Linked DNA regions of Mus musculus: regions 2 and 3 are each linked to region 1. Evidence: chromatin contacts called from public Hi-C and HiCAR-type data. All regions are on one chromosome and are shown on one strand. The core of a region is the stretch at or near the end of the contact, and the rest is flanking DNA. Distances in the headings are between cores, read along the strand shown.

The links. Hi-C and Micro-C count contacts between places; a contact is called where the count stands out from the background. HiCAR-type assays count read pairs that join an accessible place to other places.
Region 2: a Hi-C map of cortical neurons shows a contact between it and region 1, with 2.1 times the contacts expected there. The contact joins two enhancer-like sites. A contact is called at or near these places in 1 of 484 Hi-C or Micro-C datasets (cortical neurons), 1 of 115 datasets of contacts at active chromatin or transcription factors (astrocytes) and 1 of 9 other capture datasets (embryonic stem cells).
Region 3: a contact with region 1 is called in a HiCAR-type map of astrocytes, with 4 times the contacts expected there. The contact joins two enhancer-like sites. A contact is called at or near these places in 3 of 484 Hi-C or Micro-C datasets (cerebral cortex, embryonic stem cells and myocytes), 4 of 115 datasets of contacts at active chromatin or transcription factors (astrocytes, neural progenitor cells, oligodendrocyte precursor cells and 1 more) and 1 of 9 other capture datasets (embryonic stem cells).

What each region holds. Positions count from the first base shown.
Region 1 is chr17:9,029,896-9,033,971 of GRCm38.p6, reverse strand. No RefSeq gene overlaps it. Among named protein-coding and RNA genes, the nearest start is that of 1700010I14Rik, 44 kb to the right of the region's middle. Within about 2 kb of position 2,346, at least 64 of the 459 cell types and tissues checked have an H3K27ac peak or open chromatin away from gene starts, as enhancers often do. A contact at or near this core is called in astrocytes, cerebral cortex, cortical neurons and 3 more, where this site is marked.
Region 2 is chr17:9,828,411-9,832,486 of GRCm38.p6, reverse strand. No RefSeq gene overlaps it. Among named protein-coding and RNA genes, the nearest start is that of 4930452A19Rik, 55 kb to the right of the region's middle. Within about 2 kb of position 2,381, at least 6 of the 459 cell types and tissues checked have an H3K27ac peak or open chromatin away from gene starts, as enhancers often do. A contact at or near this core is called in cortical neurons, where this site is marked.
Region 3 is chr17:9,630,564-9,634,639 of GRCm38.p6, reverse strand. No RefSeq gene overlaps it. Among named protein-coding and RNA genes, the nearest start is that of Pabpc6, 37 kb to the left of the region's middle. Within about 2 kb of position 1,884, at least 29 of the 459 cell types and tissues checked have an H3K27ac peak or open chromatin away from gene starts, as enhancers often do. A contact at or near this core is called in astrocytes, cerebral cortex, neural progenitor cells and 2 more, where this site is marked.

The DNA.
Region 1 (4,076 bases), core at 1,097-3,596:
AGCTGCTGGTAGGTATTTTCCGGGGTGTGGTTGCTGAAATATTGCCCCTGTCCCAGTGGATGCCCCTACATCCACTGAGACATGCCTATGGGAAACAGTTATTGAAGTTGGTAAAAGCATGACCACAGGAGGCGGTGTCATTCAAAGGGTGAGTGAATAGAGAGATTGCAGAAAGAGCTAGGGGTGGCTTCAGGACTCGGATAAGAGAGAACTCAGCTCTTGGGTTTATGAAATTGTGTAATCATTAAATCCCTTTTGGAAAATTGCCATGATTGCGTAAATAGGACCCTGATGTAGGTAATAGCAGCTCTCTCTGATAAGAAAGAAAACAAGCTGAACACAACAGAGTGGATCTTCCAGATGTACACTCCGAAGCTTCGGCTGTACATCCTTATCATTGATCAAGTTCTATGGGGCTTCCCTCCCCTCTCCTCCCTTCCCTTCTCTTCCCCTTCCCCTCCTCTTCTGACTTTCCTTCTCCTCTTCCCTCCCCACTCCCCTCCTCTACATTCCCCTCCCTTTTTCCCTTCCCTTTTCTTCTCCTTTCCCCCTCCCCCTCCTCGCTCATCTTCCCTTCTTCTCTTCTTTCCCCTATCCTCTTTTCCCCTCTTCTCCTCTTCCCTCCCCACTCCCCTCCTCTACATTCCCCTCCCTTTTCCCCTCCCCTCTCCTCTCCTTTCTCCCTCTCCCCTTTCCATTTTCCTTCCCTCCTCTTCCCTCCCCTCTCCTCTCCTCCCCCTCCTCGCTCATCTTCCCTTCTTCTCTTCCTTCCCCTATCCTCTTTTCCCCTCTTCTCCTCTGCCCTCCCCCTCTCCTTTTCTCCTCCCCTCCTCTTTTCTCCCCTCCCATCCTCTCCTCCCCTCTATTCTTTTCTCCACCCCTCTCCCCCTCATTTCTCCCATTCCTCCCTTCTGTCCAGCCCTATTCCTTTCATACCTATTCCCATACTTTCTAGTCCCTACAAACAAAAAGTACACCCCTGTGGCGAAGCTAGCTTCCATGGTCAGATCACTGCTCTACAGCTGCCCCACACTGAGGCCCATGTTCTGTTCTAGTTCCCTGAAACCACAGTGATTTTGGGGAAGGAGGATGAAATAAAACCCTACCCACTGCTCATACTCAGTATGTAGGGAAGAAACAGGCTCTGCAAAGATTGCTGAGCAAAATCCCTGCTGAGATAGTTGAGAGTCAGTGCAAAGAAATGGTAGTTTAAATCCACAACAGGGGGGTGCCAGACTGTCCTTGCCTGAGGCTTTTCTGGTCAGAGGACTGTGCCTGCCCACTCTATGTACTGTTTAAGCACCCACCCCACCCCCAGATCCTCTTTGTAGATTAGCCAGCCCTATGGTAGCTCAGCTTGTCTTTGTTCAATCTAAACCTCAAGCTTGTCTGAAATCTTACAAGATAGGTGGAAATCAGAATGGGACACGGGCTGTGGGTGGCTTTGGCAGTACGCGTCTCTATTAAGTAGACTCAATTTAGTACTGGGTAAAGGGAAAGACGAAATTAGAATCGTGGTTGGCAGAAATAGTCTCCATCTGGCACTGTAATTACACACTGTCTTGACCTGAGCAATCTTTGCTGTTCCAAATGCTGTTTCCTTTGGAAAGCAAATTTTAAAAGACGCTGTAAACCACAGGTTAGGAAATACATGGTTCCAAATATCCACCACACCTTTTAGACAAGGGAGTCGTATCCTGCTTCTCTATTATGGCTCTGTCTTTTATAATTAAATGAACTCTCTAGTCACCCGATGAATGTCACCTCTTTACAGCGGGATAAACAGAAGAGATCTCCGGGTCTATTTTCGCCAGTGACATCAGACACTATTTCGATGGGGCTATGACTCAGTATCCTCCTTGGCGCCCTCACTCCTGAAGTTCTTTTAAGGGTGAGCCTGGGTTGCTGCCGGCATGCGGCATTTTCAGAGCCTCATGGAGCTCTTTATATCAACCCTTGACTTCACCTTCAATGCCAACAGGAAATTGTATATGGCTCTAATCTCCCCAGTAGAGCTCTGCCAGAAAGCCGGGTTCTGTGCGGTATAATGGCGCCACCTACTGGTCACACGTGTCCTCCTTTAGCCTGCCTCCGTTTTGTTTTTTTGGTGTTCTGTTTCCGTATTCTGATGTGTCTGTCCTCAGAGACTTTGTTTTTAGCTTTTCTACTTCGCAGCTGCAGCAAGCTGGACTGATAAGCAAACGATATCACCACCTGATCGTCTGTTCTATAGGTCCTAAGATCTTACCGCTGACGGGGGAAGTCATGGACAGACACCAGCTTGACTTGATGACTCTGTCCTTGAACCCAAGCAGCCTGATAATCCAGCCTGATGATCCGGGCCGAGCCTCACTTCCCTTGCCTCAGCCAAGCGGCCGTGCAAACCTTCACTAGACCCCAAACGCCCTTCCTACTCCCTCAACGGGCACCTGCTCTCCTAGGCATCCACACAAATGGATTGCTTTTAAACAGAAAATGACACTGACTGTCACTAGACGTAACAAGTGCCTTATGTACATTTCATTGGAAGCACAAGCTGAAATTAGCCTGTCAGAATCTTACTTTTCTGGATGCCAGTGTGTCGTGTGGCAGAATTAGCTCAAGAGAATAAAGAGCAGGCTTGCCTGTCAGAGAGCTTCTCTCCACAATTCTCTTGCTTTGTGTGCCTGGCTTAATTCAAATGCTTTTTTCATGCTTGAAGGGGTAGGTGTGTGTGTGTGCGTGTGTGTGTATGTGTGTGTGTGTGTGTGTGTGTGTGTGTGTGTGTGTGTGTGTGTGTGTGTGTGTGTGTGTGTGTGTGTGTCTGTGTGTGTGTGTGTGTGTGTGTGTGTGTGTGTGTGTGTGTGTGTGTGTGTGTGTGTGTGTGTGTGTGTGTGTGTGTGTGTGTGTGTGTGTGTGTGTGTGTGTGTGTGTGTGTGTGTGTGTGTGTGTGTGTGTGTGTGTGTGTGTGTGTGTGTGTGTGTGTGTGTGTGTGTGTGTGTGTGTGTGTGTGTGTGTGTGTGTGTGTGTGTGTGTGTGTGTGTGTGTGTGTGTGTGTGTGTGTGTGTGTGTGTGTGTGTGTGTGTGTGTGTGTGTGTGTGTGTGTGTGTGTGTGTGTGTGTGTGTGTGTGTGTGTGTGTGTGTGTGTGTGTGTGTGTGTGTGTGTGTGTGTGTATATGTGTGTGTGTGTGTGTGTGTGTGTGTGTGTGTGTGTTACCCTTCTAAACTTCGAAATTATCACTGCATGAGTGTGTGTGGTGGGGGGGGGTGTTGGGGTGAAATTGCCATTTCCTATAAGGTCCCAATGCTTTTTCCCCCTTTTACTTTATCTCTGCAAATGAGAATTTATCAAAGGCTAAGCCTTAGTCTTTTGTGATAAAAAAAAAAAAAAAAAAAAAACCTAACAAAGTATGCCGGTGGGGGGAAAAAAAATATGTAAAATTCACATTGCTGCTGGAAAGATCAAAGCTTAAGGATGCTGCCCAGAATGACTGATTTCCCGTCAGCTCCGAGGCTTCAGGACACCAGCGAGCTCTTCTGTGAAAGCAAGGTGTTAGAAGCAGGTGTCTGAGATGCTTAGGGCTGTTAGAGGTCTCACTGGTCTCTCTGGTATGTTGCCCCCTTCTGGCAAAGGGCAGCTTATAATCTGATCCTTCAGAGAACAGCTTCAATGCATACTACTCACATGAACAGCCGCTACAGACCTAACACCACACAGATGAGAGTGTTACAAACTGAGATTGTTCCAGAATTGATGCTCAAGTTGAGTGAGTCCACTTTCTGCCAAGTAAAGGAACACCAGAGAAACTTAAAAAAAAAAAAAAAAAAAAAAAAAAAAAAAAAACAGAAACAAGGGTTGTTTGTGTTTGTAGTTACACGCCTGGCTTTTGGGAAATAGTGGTTGACTCTATCCTTGTTGCCTGTGTTGAGGAATAACATCAATGGTGGAAAGTTCTCTTCAAGGACATGTCCCCAGTGAACTCATTTCCTTCCATGGGGCCCACATCTTAAAGGTCCCATCATCTGCCCATCAGATAGGGACCAAAGATTGCAGTGTGGGGATGTTGTCTCAGCCCAGATTTTAAACTACAGCCAAT
Region 2 (4,076 bases), core at 1,132-3,631, 800 kb before region 1:
AAGAATAGGCTTGGGCATTAGATTTGGGCTTATGTGTCTTTTTTGTATGTCTTAGTAAGATCTTTTCAAAGAAGCTCAAAATTAGCCCCTCCCACAGGCCGCAAGCCCCTCCAACAGGCTACCTTCACCCCCTTGGGCCTTCACTTGTGGTACACACGCAGTGTTCTTCCAGTTCTTCACTGTTCCCCTCAGCCACTCCTCCTAGTCAGCTTCCATGCCTTTGTTACGCCATGCTGGCCAGCAGAACCCTCTTTACCAGAGACTGCATGTCTATGATACCCAGCGGGCATGCCATAATCCCGCATCCTCCCTTATAGGAGAAGCTTCTTGCAGTAGATGGGAAGTAACTCAGAGACCCACAGCTGGAAAACACGAAGAGAGTGAGAGACTTCAGAGCACTCAGCCCTGAATGGGATGACTTCATCAAGCTCTTCCTTTCAGGGCTCAGGGAGTAATGCAGAAGAGGAGACAGAAGGATATGAGCCAGCAGTATAAAGGACTCTAAAGATCTTCTCGACACAACAGGAGGGATGCACATGAACTCACACAGACTGTGACAGCATGGGCAGAACCTGTCTAGGTCCAAAACAGAAAAAAAATCCCAATAAGGGGAAGTGAAGGTGGGCACAAAGCCCCAGCCCTACCAAAGAAGCTATTCACAATGTATACCTGCTAGGAGAAGGGAAAATCAGCTTTCTGCAAAGGAGAAATATCACTCACACTCCAGGGCAAACCCTATGCTCAGAAATATTTGACTAACACAAAATAGACACCCCCCTTTTAAAATGATACTTTTGGTTATGCACTGATGTGTGTGTGCATCTGTCCTTTTTGTTTCTTTATTTTTAGTTTGTTTTTCTTATTTTTGTAAGAGAGAGAAAGAACGTGAAGTTGGGTGGGTAGGGAGTTTGGGAGGATCTGGGAGGACTTGGGAAGTGGGGAGAACTAGATCAATATAAATTTTCTGAAAAATTAAAAGAATATTTTTAAAAGGTAATAAAAAGTTTGAATTCCTATCTCCAGATTGAATCCCTCCTAGCCTCCAGCCTCATTACTGTTGAGATCAATTATCTAGTTTCATAATAGGTCTGCGCTCTATATTTTAGTGTCTGCACCATTGGGTTTCAAACATCTAGGACTATAATTATTTACAGGACCAGGGAAGGCAGCAGTTAGTGAGGCTCAGAGAATAAGGAAAAATGAATAGTTGTTAAGGATATAAATCTTTTTGGACTAATCTAATTTGTGTACATGCATGCTCTTGTATGTCTGCTTTTTTATGCATTTAACTTACACAGAACTGCCTTTGATGGCCCCTGCAGTCATCTGCCTCTTGATTAAAATTTCTGTCTCTGTTTATATTTCGGTACCTTGTTTTTGTTTAGTACTCAAAGGATAAAGCAAAATGCAAATTATTTGAACAGCTCTGCAGTCATGATTATTTAGTATAGCAAAGGGTGGAAGGAAGGGTGTTTAGCAAGAGGACAAATGTTTTCTCAGAGTTTTGTTCTTCAGTGTGTTTTGTGTGCATGTGTACACATGTATGTGTATACCTGTATGTGCACATATACCTGTGTATATGTGCAGCTATGTGTCCCTCTGTATATTTATATATAAGTGTGCATGTAGAAGTATGAGTATATGCACATATATGTGTGATTATGTATACATGTATACATAGGTATGCATACCTATATGTGTGTTTATGTATGTATCTGGACATGTATAACTTTATGTTCTCATATATGTATGTTTCTGTATATGCATTTGTATATGTGTATGTATACACATGTTTCTGTGTATGTGTATGGTTATGTACATGTGTATGTGTACATTGTGTTCTTATGTGTACATATGCATGTGTGTACATCTGCATGTATGTGGTTCTGTATGCCTTTTTATACCAGCGTATCTACATGTGTACGTGTGTTTCTGTGTATGCATGTGTACACATACATGTGTGTTCCTGAGTATGTATTATATATGTGCATGTGTGTTCCTGTGTGTATGTATCCCTATGTATGTGTATACACAATGTGCAGCTGTGTATGTACGTGTACCTGTGCTCTTGTGTGTACATGCATGCTCTTGTATGTCTGCTTTTTTATGCATTTAACTTACACAGAACTCCCTTTGATGGCCCCTGCAGTCATCTGCCTCTAGATTAAAATTTCTGTCTCTGTTTATATTTCGGTACCTTGTTTTTGTTTAGTACTCAAAGGATAAAGCAAAATGCAAATTATTTGAACAGCTCTGCAGTCATGATTATTTAGTATAGCAAAGGGTGGAAGGAAGAGAAAAGCTTGTATCCTTAGATGCTTGTGTGCCTGAGAAGGCAAGCTGACACAGCACCAGAGGAAAAGCATCCCGGCCTTCCCTCAGCTTACATGTGTAATTACGGGTTTCTTTTAATAAACCGGTGATTATATCGTATGCTTCAGCCAAGTTGGGACTTCTGAAAGATTCTTGCACTCAATGGTTATTAAAGTTTCCAAGGATCCAAGGACTCATAACATCCTGAGCCTCTGATTTTTTTCAACAAGTCTTTAAATTCTTTTGACATTTAACGGAATTTTTCTGTGGTGTTAGGACCATGTTCTACACAAAATGCATTATAGAACATTTGATTTTTTTTTCTCTATGGGGAAAAAAAGGAACCAATAATGAACTCTCGAGGAAGGAAATCCAGTTCAAGTGGATTTTAAATATGCATGATAAAAATAGATGTGTACTCCTGAAATGCTAGATGACGTTTAATCAGCAGTAATTGTGTTTTATGCAAAGCCCTTTCTGTACAGAGCTGGGCCCCCTTCTGTATAAGCTGCATTCTGTCCTGAGCAGGGTGATGGGCCCTGGAAGGCTGCACTCAAGTATCTTTCAAACTATTTGGAGTTAAAGGTCATACCAAGTGCCATTGAAAAGATAATGTCCTACAGGTTGTCAATGAAGACTGTGATATGATTTATTACCTAGAGTCAAGTGTTAATTGGATGGCAGCTGCCTTTGAATGGATCATCTTTCTCCTTAAGGCTGACAGATAAAAATGGAGATATTAGTTGAAATGAAGTCTCTTAGGCCCAAATGGAAACCTGAGATTCCCTAAGTGTTCTACTATCTATCTATCTATCTATCTATCTATCTATCTATCTATCTATCTATCTATCTATCTATCTACCTATCTACCTATCTATCTATAGAGATTAACCATATGGCTGTCAAAAGGGGGAAATTATCCCACACTAAATGGAGAGGAGTTAGCTTTTCATCAATCAAGTCCAGTGTGGGAGCTGGTACAGGGGACCCTGGCTGATGACTCTCTTTGGTCTGATTGCTCGGGCCCATGATCTTCTTGGCTATTGACTCCTAGCACATTTTCCCACCAGCCTGGTCTTTATTCCCCTTTAATCTCAACTCTAAAATGCACTAAGTTGCAGTGGGCATTTGTTTTGATTTTCCTATTTCCCACGTCACCCGTGAGCACCCTTGGCATTTTAGCGCACTAGAGATGCGTTTTCAACCCCAGTTCCCTGACTCAAGAGTTGAGGCTATCCATTTGAGGAGTTAAACAATATATTCTCACTGAGTATTTATGTACAACAAGAAGGTTGTGAACAATATAAAAGCTGTATATGACGGAGCCGGAGTGTTGGCGACAGAAGAAATGTCAATTTGATAAGGTTGAATGGGCTGTCACCAATCAGCAGAGGATGCATATTTGTTGTGTTGGGCAGAAGGAAGTTTCTAATATAGCACAATAGTAACTCCTTGTGTGTGTGTGTGGGGGGGGAGTCACCACACTGGCCCTGTATTATGAGTTATGAAGGACCAGTTTATTCTAACTCCAGGTTTTTCCAAGACTTTTCAAGAAGACACCCCACTTGGGTGCTTAAGGCATGGGATGGCTTAGATATGTTCCTCATCTAATTTATATGCTTGGATTTAATTGCCAGTATTATAAAATGAAGAGGGAGTCTTTTGGAAGAGGACAAGTTGGGAACAGGGGGTCAGAGCCCTCACACAGAAGCTTAAAGGGGTCCCTCTGATACCTCTCATTTTCTGCAGACTCTGCCATAGGA
Region 3 (4,076 bases), core at 635-3,134, 600 kb before region 1:
TCAAGCATCTTTCTCCTGATTCCCTTCCTAAATTTATCCCTTGGAGATCAGTCAAGAATTCATTTCAGTGTGTTGACCTTGTCCTGACAGCTGGAAATGCTCTGTATGCTTCTAAATTTCTCAAGATCTTGTGTCTCTCCACTCCTTCCTTGTAAGGTGCATTAGACTACTTTATCACAATTGTGTCCCCAAGAGAAACCATTCTCTCTTGCCCAGTGTCATATCTCCTACTTTCCTAGGTTTGTTAAGAGTAGATTTCACACAGCTCTGAAGACCTAGGATGCCAAGGAACCCAGGCCTTTGATACATTAGACCTGGCATTGTGCATATACCTAAAAGGTTTTCCCTGGGTCAAGATAAGCAGAGACAGGAAATTTGATCCTTTCAACACATGCGCATGTTAGAACATGCATCTTGGTCAGCAGCTCCGGGGAAGCTTAACCATTGTCAGCACAAAGGATGCTTTCTGTATCTACGGCAGGACAGGTACCTCGTTGGAAAGCTCAGTTACATGCCAAATAAATAGTGCATCTGATAACTATTAAAATACCACCCCTGGTAATGGCACTTTAGGGCTCTTTCAACAAAATGAGGGGTTGCTGCTTGCCACCTACACAACAAGCAAGAGTCTGAACATCTATTGATAGGAAGAAGTGACTGAAAGGGGCTGAGGCTGCCAGACAGATGGCTTGTGAGGAAAGCACACCACACATACTTTTGAGTTATGGGAAGAATTTCTGTAGACAGTCATCCTGCTGCTTGGTTCATGATCTTTGTGATAAGACAAACTGTAGGTGTACAGGCTCATGCTAGTCCTGCCATGCTTGAAAGGATGCAAGGATGTCTGAGACTTATTAAGTGAACAGGAGGCAAGCCTTAAAGTGGAGATGGAAACTCCATGGTGACACCCTTAAAGATGGATTTCTTAGACAACCCAGGACCACTTACCCATGGGTGGTACTGTCCCTAGTGGAATGGGCCCTCCATGCCAATCATTAATTTAAAAAAAGAAAGCCCTATAGACTTGTCTATAGGGCAATCTGAAGAACTCATTTTTTTCAACTGAGCTTCCTTTTTTCCAGGTGATCCTTCCTGGCTGTGTCAAGTTGACAAAACAAAACAAAAACAAAACCAAACAACAACAACAACAACAAACCCACCAACTACTCAGCACATCAAATGATGGTGAATTATACTTTTCTTTATAAAGCAAAGCCTCTTCTAAAAACATGTTTTGTTCCAGGCACCATGAAGCTCCTTAAAAACACACATTATCTTGCTTAATGCTTGTAAAGAAAGAGAAAGGTCTACATAGGCAAAGTGTCTTTTTTGGTAGAACTGAATGTACTTTCCCCAGGGTATCATGCCCAGTAAATTGTCAGTATTTTGTCTTTTCATTCTGTTTTTTTGTTTTCTTCTTACATTGCAGCTTTTATTCCAAACCCTTTAGAGACAATGAGTCCATTCGCCACACCATCCCAACGACGCTGACTTTAGAAACCCCGGAAGGCCATCTGAGCTGTCAGTAACTTGTTCCCGTTCTGGGGCGGGACCATTATTGGGCACCACGTTCCTCTATCTTTCCCACACAGCTGCACCCTGCTTTGAAATGCCAGAACTGCCATCATAAACTAATGGGAAAGTCTAAACTGACATCCCTGGCGCCTTCTTAAAAATGCTGCTGCTGCAGTTTGCTTTCTTTGGTGATAGATCTTTAGAAATGCACAAGGAACTCGAAAGTGACCCGAGTTGACAAACCAGCACAATGGAGGGAAGACAATTCTTTTCCACAGGAACATTTGGACTCCTTTCGATGCTCTGCTGCACGAGCCAGGAGCTGCTGAGCGTGTGCTGTGGTTTGAATGTAAAATATCCCCAGTAGCTCGTGGATTTAAACAGTTGGTCCCCTCAATCAGTGGTTCTGTTGTGGGAAATGGAGTCTTCAGGAGGAAGCCAAAGGGAGCACACTTGCGGATTCATAGTCCAGCCTTCCTTCCTTCCTTCCTGTCTGCTGCTTGCTTGCTGAATGCAGATGCAATGGGGGGAGTTGCCCGAGTCCTATTGTCACTTTCTCCTGCAACTGTGGGCTACAGTCCCCCAATCTCTGAACCACAGGCCCAACGAACCATTCCCTTCTTTAAGTTGACTTTGTAAGGTGTTTCGTAACAGCCAAGGAAGAAATTGTTCCAGCTCCCATATGACCTTCCTAAGTTCGAGACAGACCAGGTTAGCATTCTGTCTGTGTACTGACGATGACTGCTCCTGTTTGCTTTGCCTTCCTTGGCAAACAAATGATGAACTGATTTGTTGCTTAGAAGTGACAAATGAACCGGCAGGCTTTTGAAGTGGCAAACTGCCAGGCCCACAGATCTCCATTCAGAAATACAGCAGCAAGATTCAGAGAGACTCAAGCCTCAAATGTAGTAGGCCTTACTGGACTCTAACTGACATTATATGTCATCTATTAAAATACATGGGAGGTAGAGTTGCTCCAGGGAGAACATAGGAGAAGAAGACTCATCCTGAATATTGCTGACTCTGTACATGTAGACTGCACTAGAAAGTGAAACATTAAGTATGGGGACTGAATTATAATATTAATTATTTAAATCCTGGCCCAGGGTTTCCACCCCTCCTTGGTTATTGGATTCCAGGATTAAAAACACACTCACGGCATTTATATTTACAGTAAGCCTTAACCAGCACAGTAACTGGGCAGCTGTCTACCCTCCATTCTGTTGAATCTACTCTCCTATCAGTAACCCTGAATCACTACTTACTACTTACTAGGTTTCATCTGGGCTGCTCTTAACTCCAACAAGTTAGCCCACAGGGCTACATTTTTATGCCTCAGCTAACTCTTGGTAGCTTCTTCTTGCTGCTGCTGCTTCTTCTTCTTTTCTTCTTCTTCTTCTTCTTCTTCTTCTTCTTCTTCTTCTTCTTCTTCTTCTTCTTCTTCTTCTTCTTCTTCTTCCTCTTCCTCTTCCTCCTCCTCCTCCTCTTCCTTCTCCTCCTCCTCCTCCTCCTCTTCCTCTTCCTCCTCCTCCTCTTCCTCCTCCTCCTCTTCCTTCTCCTCCTCCTCCTCTTCCTCTTCCTCTTCCTCCTCCTCCTCCTCTTCCTCCTCCTCCTCCTCCTCCTCCTCCTCCTCCTTTCTCTTCCTCCTCTCCTCCTCCTTCTCCTCCTCCTCTTCCTCCTTCTTCCTGGTTCTCTTCCCCAAGCCCACAAAACCTAAACCTCAACTAAGTCTCTTCTGCCCAGTTATTGGCTATTGGAATCTTTATTTACCAATCACAATTAACAGGGGACAGGGTCACTTAGCTAGTGTCTATGTGCAGACTCTCTTGTTTCTGGGGCAACCAGCTTTTGAGGCCCAAATTAGCATTAGAATGCAAGCAGCTTACAAGGCCAGCTTACAACACTGAATTCTTACAAAGACCATGGAGTCTGGGTGATTAGTTGTATGGGTGGTAGCCCTGATACTCAGAAAATTTATGATCCCTTCCATTTCTATAAAAAATAACTTTAAAATTTTTATTTCACAACCGGTACTGGCACATGCCTTTAATCCCAGCACTTGGGAGGCAGAAGCAGGTGGATTTCTGAGTTTGAGGCCAGCCTGGTCTACAAAGTGTGTTCCAGGACAGCCAGGGCTATATAGAGAAACCCTGTCTCAAAAACAAACAACCAACCAAACAAACAAACACACAAAAAATATTTCTTCTATGAATCTGGTCTGAATGTTTTATCTGCATGTATGTGTACTGTGTGTGTGCAGTGCCTTTGATGGCTAGAAGAGGCAATTTGGTCCCCTGGAACTAGATTTACAGGCATTTGTAAGCAGCAGTGTTAGTGCTGAGAAGAAAACACAGGTACTAGGCAAGGACAGCCAGTACTCCCAAACACTGAACCCTCTCTCCAGGCCTCATTGAAAAAGAACCTTATGATGTTGTTACCCTTGGATGATTAAAATTGAGACCCTCTCTCTTCCCCTCCCCCTCCCCCTCTCCTCTCCCCTCTGCCCCTCCTTGCACAGAAGTCCTGCTTTTTCTTCTGCTGCTCAGCTGTTAGCTATTGGC